2 separate regions of the Zea mays genome follow, and region 2 is linked to region 1. The links are chromatin contacts, called in public Hi-C maps. All regions are on one chromosome and are shown on one strand. Each heading gives the region's core, a stretch centred on a gene start, on an enhancer-like site or on the middle of the called end of the contact. The rest is flanking DNA. Distances are from core to core; before and after follow the strand shown.

Region 1 (2,975 bases), core at 189-2,688:
ATTTTCTGTTCTAATAATTAAGTATACAACAGCGCAGATGTATGCTACAGCATGGCGATGATGACCATAATATAACACAAGCTAGCGCCCGCACACACACAGTGTGGTGGTGGCGATGCCCAGATCTTTTTGATATCCCCAAGAAACCTAACAACTAGATACAAATCAATGTCATCACGTTCGTCGTTAAAGATCTGCGCTAGGGCAGCGACGGTCGGGGAAGCGAGCTCGACGTCGACGGTGATGTAGTTCCCGTTGCTGACAGCATCACTCTAGATCAGTCTAGGGTGTGAGGTGGGAAACTGTAGACGATACAGTGACTGCGAACCTCTTGTCGAGCCGTCAACTTCCACCTCTCTATTTATAGGCTGCGCATCAGGGGTCCACCAACCTCCACCAACCTCGTCTTGGTGTAGACGCCCCCGATCAGGGTGTGAGGTCAAGAGCCCAGTTCTCCGTTGGGCTAACTGGTGAAGATTAATTCCAACATTCTCACCCTTGATTTCATCTTATACTTTCAACTTTATACCTTTTATTTTTTTCATATTCCATTACAGATTAGTGTGTAGAGCATGCTTCATTCACGGTCAATCGTCGATAGACTTAACAGCTACAATACGCATCTCTGGTCTGAAACAGATATTTTAACTTTGGGTCCTTTTATTGCCCAAAAAACATATGCTATACCATAAACCTATTGTTGACTGTGAACGCACTGGGTGGTAAGCCTTTGGTAAGAGGATCCGCAAGCACTTGCTTGTTACTTATATGTTCAATATTTTAGTATGATTCTGGACTTTCTCCTTACAACATATAACCTTGTGTCAAGGTGTTTGGCAGCACACTTAACCCGTTGTCATATGAGTGAACTATTTAAATGATTATTGTTGTTGTCAACCATTATCAATTTCGGGTACAACTTCTCTTAACCATTTTGCTTGTCCCTTAATTAGGTGTGTTGTCTCAGTTTTGAAACAGACGAAAAGGATGAGTAGGAGCGATTTGGTGAGGCAAATAGTCGGTGATAAGGTATTGGTTTGTTAAACCATTTTTGGTTTCACCTATCTAATAGAAAAAAGAGAAGTGTTTTTTTTTTCTAAAAGCCATGTAAAAATAATGTTTGGTACAATTTCTCCATCTATCTACTATATAAAGCATCAACTTCTATGGTTTCGTAGTCGTTGCGCGTCACTCTTCTCCTCCTCGTTTTATACAAAAATAAGGTAAAATTATGCACAAGTGAAGGTTGAAACTTAAGTTGTCTACATATTCACTCACATAACCAATAGAACATATATATTTTGTGTTTTATTAAACATGAAGCAGCTGAAGTCGCTGAAGAGAAGCCTCGCCAAATGTGCACTAAATCCAACCCAATTCTGTTGGGCCAAGTTCTTTACCACTACCGGCCCAGACACCTAAACGATGACACAGCGTGCACCCACCACCACCAGCGCCGAGCGCCGGCCGCGATACCGTCGTGTCCCCCTCCCCACCGCATTAGCGCCGGCCGACAAAATTACTAGGTGCTTAATTTAACTACTAGTGGCCCTAGGCGTGAAACTTCACCAGCTCCGCCACTGCCCATGGCCAACGGCCGTCCGGACCCTCGCTGCGTCGTCCTCACCGCCGACACTGCCCGATCCCTCGTAGATTCCGTCGACGCCTTCCTCTTCGACTGCGATGGTATCTGATTGTTCACCTTTCTCCATTTTGTTTGTCTGTTTTTTTTTCTTCGCTTCAGATTTTGACCCCTGCTTCGCTCTGACCGGTAATTCTAATTGCTTCTCTGAATTTGTCTAGGGGTCATTTGGAAGGGAGATAAGCTCATTGAAGGGGTCCCAGAGACGATGGAGCTACTGAGGAAACTGGTATGGGAACATCCCTTTATTACTATTTAAGTATTGAATTCGTTTCCTCATTTTCAATAGTTCAACTGTCAGGCAAATAAATGCCAAATGATCAAAACAAGTACATAATTAAGGGCTAGCTTGTTTTGTCGTGCCTTAAAAAAAAAAACTGGTTCTAGATTGATTGGGGCTTTGAAGAATCTGGTTCTCCAAAGTTGCATCTATTTAAGCTAAAATAGAGACAGGCAGTAAGTGCAACCACACCACACCAGGCACCAGATACCGTAATGAAATGAAAATCATTGACACTACTACTACTACATTGCTTTAAAGTTATTCTGGTTTTGTTCATCTACATAACTCCTGTCTGAAACAAGGATAATAGGCCTATATCTTTTTTCTATGTGAATTCTAGCATGATGAACTCACCTCATTAACCAAGATGTGATCTTTGTTGCGCCATTATTTAAGACATTGCTCTAGTACTCGGTGGCTTATTGGTTTATAGAAAAAGGTATATACAGATTATGAAATTTATTAATTGAGTAATAGTGCATGTATTGGCTTGGTGCAGGGAAAGAAATTAGTTTTTGTAACAAACAACTCTAGAAAGTCGAGAAGGCAATACTCAAAGAAATTCAGATCACTTGGACTTGAAGTTACTGAGGTATGTTTTGGTCTGAGCGGAGACTCTTCCAGTAATAAATTTGTTTTGTATTGTAATCATTTGTTACTTTGTTGTAGGAAGAGATTTTTACATCATCGTTTGCGGCAGCCATGTTCTTGAAGTTAAATAATTTTCCTCCAGAAAAGAAGGTATCATAAATTATTGTGATGTTCTTTCCTTTTGTTTTATGTGAATGACTTATGATTTCTTCGGCACATGATACTTACTGAAATTATCACCATGAGGAAACAAATTAAGAAAGTGGCACATATGTACGCGGGGAATTTGATAGCACAACAGCCTACACATTTACAGTAAGATTGGTCACGCCGAACTAATGAGTAAGGGTTTGCCATAAGACTGGAACAGCTATGTGGGAACTATGTGGTTGCGATTTTCACTAGAAGACCAATCAAAAGGCACTTATATGAGCCAATCAACCTTGCTTCACATAACAG
Region 2 (2,975 bases), core at 343-2,842, 280 kb before region 1:
TAACCACGGCCTGAATTCGCTCACACAGGGAGTCTAACCAACTCAACTAGAGAACCTTTTGCAATGTATCAGAAAAAGACAAGTGGAATCCATGAAAAGTAAGAGCACAATAATCACAGTGTATTAATTAAGAAAAAAATACTACAGAGAGCAAAGTTACGAATATAGATGGTGACATGCAACACCAGAACATGAATAGAGTCATAATAAACGAAGCAGTAAATAGCACAGCAGGAACAGGACAACAGTTAAGCAGCCAGAGATAAAGAAGGGGAACCTCATGAATCCCTGGAGACAGGCTGCAAATAGCCTGAAATACAGTGGGGCAGCCTTCGACAGGAGACATCGGCAAATGTTCCGACCACCTACGACAAAAGGCATAGCTCTTAGGTACAGCAGAATAGCAACAATTCAGGGGGTATTGCAAGTTAGCGAATGGTAGGGAGAAGTAAAGCCAAACAATTCTGCCTTGACCACGTAAGGATAAATAACTGATATAGCCCCATGTTTGAGGGGAGCTGCATTGATTGAGTAAGCTATGGTTCCCTATCATGCATGACATCAGATAGATCACATTTATACTGCACCCATTAAAGGAGCATAGCAGAGGCATAAATCTATCTATATGCATGCATCAATTGCAGGAAAGCCAGGATAAAACCTTAGGATGATTAAACCAAGAATACAACTATATACACGGTGAGGAATGCGTACATATGGTCAGATTCATTCGATTGGGAAGCAAACGCCTGAAGCAATGGATAAGGGCAGCCATCAAACTAGTTGTGCACGAGCGAGAGCATCTACTCTATTAACATAACACTGCTCTACTAACATAGCACGAGTAAGTAGGTGGAATCGCGTGTAGATAAGTACATGCAAGCATACTGCTACAGCAGGCAGCGAAAAATCGGTGGGGAATTGTTGGAACATATAAGCAACAACTCAACTCAACCTGGTGAAGGAGCCTGAGACGAAGACCCTCTTCCCACCGTAGGGCCAGACGAAGCGGGCGGGGACGGTGGCCCCGACGCCGCTGCTGACGCCAACGGTCCCGGCGTCGTGGGCGGAATCAGCGCCGTGCGAGAACATGGCGGAGGAGGAGAGACGGAGCAGCCTAGCCGGAGCCCGGAAGGGACGAGATCAAATCGGGCGGCGAGGAAGGAAGGGAGCAAACCCTATGGTCGAGGGGACGCGCGAGAGAGCACGGGGGAGTGGCGAATGGAGAGGAGGTGGTAGTGCACCAGCCGCGACGGGATCCTCCGCGTGGGCACGCGGGAGGGCTCCCCGCGCGAGGAGAGGTCACCCGCGGCGGGGAGAGAGGCCCCCGCCCCAAGCCATCGCTGTCTTCCCACCCGCGCGCGCGTGAGAGGGACGAATCGGGTTGGGGGCGCGAGCGGGGGAATCGGGGCGAGATCGAAGAGGGAGTCCGGGTGGGTTGCGGGCGCGTGAGACGGCGGCGGAGGGGAATGGGTAGTGCGAGAGGAGGGGATCCGGAAATGCAAATGCGGCGTGGCGAGGCGAGGAGGGAAGGCGGAGGCGGAGGTGGAGACGGAAACGCCGAGACGGAAGAGGAAAGGAGATGGGGGAAGCCAAAGGCAGGAAACTCAACTAGGTGAGGGAGGGAGGTAGAAGAGAAGGAAACGGGGCCGTCTCTCGGCCCGCCTCCGGCCTCCCTCCTCTTCCAAGGGTTGAAAACGACAGCTGCGGGATCTTCTACGCCAACGCCGTCCTCTCCGCGTCACGCAGCTTTGCTTTGCTCGGTGTAATATGGTTAGGCTATCTCATACACACTTTATGTGTAGTCTGCATTTATGCTAATTTATGTTTGTTTGTTTGCTGCATTTATGTCATTGTGTAGTCTGCTTATTGAATTTATGTTTGTTTCTGTTCTTGTGTATGTTAATTTGATTTTCTTATTTAATATGTCGTACATACTATGCTGAGGTCATCAGTTAGCGTTTCTTGTGTTTGAATTATATATCTGAATGCCAAGCTAGTCGTGATAATTATATCTCTCTATACATAATAGATAATGAGTTCCTGGGAGGAGGATGCTAGACAATTTCTTTTAGACCAGGAAGAAGATGATGATGAACTCTTCTTAGTAATTGTCCCTGCTGTTCTCGCGGCCATGCAAGAAGAGAAAAGGGCAGTCCATACTTCTTCTCTTACTGGCGCTATGAAGATTAAGGAAGTTCTAGAAGGGCATGAAATTTGGAGCAAAGTTGAGTTTAGGATGGAGCCAAATATTTTCAGAGCGATAGTAGCTTTTCTTAGAGCTGAGGATCTTCTACATGACACACGAGGTGTTACTGTTGAGGAACAGTTTGGCATGTTTATGTACATGATCTCGCATAATGCTACTAATCAAGATATGCAAAAATGGTTTCAACACAGTGGTGAAACCATTCACAGGAAGATAAATGAAGTCTTTGATATAATTCCAGCCTTGACAAGTAGGTTTGTAAAGCTTCCAAGTTCAGTACAGACTCACATCAAAATTGTAACCGACTCCCGTTTCATGCCTTTTTTCCAGGTAGACATAAAACCCAAGAATTTCTAATTCCTTCTTAGGTTTTTATGCCTCTAATTGTCTCTTTCCTAACATGCAGAATTGCATTGGTGCCATAGACGGTACTCATATTCCTATCACTATCTCAGAAGACAAGGCTGCTCCATACAGAAATAGGAAAGGGTCTTTATCCCATAATGTTATGGTAGCTTGCGATTTTAATCTAAACTTTACCTTCATTTCGTGTGGATGGGAAGGATCCGCAGCAGATGTCGGGGTTCTTCGTTCAGCACTTGACAGAGGATTCCATGTGCCAGAAGGAAAGTTTTATCTTGTCGATGGTGGATATGCAAATACACCATCATTCATTGCCCCTTATCGAGGAGTTCGGTACCACTTAAGCGAGTTTAGGAGTCGACGTTCCTATGCCAACTACAAAGAGCTCTTTAACCATCGCCAC

The links. A called contact is a pair of places that touch in the nucleus more often than the background predicts.
Region 2: a contact with region 1 is called in a Hi-C map of tassel, with 2.6 times the contacts expected there. The contact joins the promoter of LOC541867 here to the promoter of LOC100191272 in region 1. A contact is called at or near these places in 2 of 25 Hi-C or Micro-C datasets (ear and tassel).

Annotation. Positions count from the first base shown.
Region 1 is chr1:306,178,324-306,181,298 of Zm-B73-REFERENCE-NAM-5.0, reverse strand. LOC100191272 (4-nitrophenylphosphatase) reads left to right here and starts at 1,438. Exons shown (of 11, transcript NM_001136706.1): 1 at 1,438-1,686; 2 at 1,804-1,871; 3 at 2,425-2,517; 4 at 2,595-2,666. The coding sequence starts at 1,587.
Region 2 is chr1:306,462,335-306,465,309 of Zm-B73-REFERENCE-NAM-5.0, reverse strand. It overlaps LOC541867 (AKINbetagamma-1 protein kinase), which reads right to left and starts at 1,592. Exons shown (of 13, transcript NM_001111535.2): 1 at 956-1,592; 2 at 278-365. The coding sequence starts at 1,092. It overlaps LOC103644335, which reads left to right and starts at 1,838. Exons shown (of 4, transcript XM_020544673.1): 1 at 1,838-2,266; 2 at 2,464-2,467. The coding sequence starts at 2,036.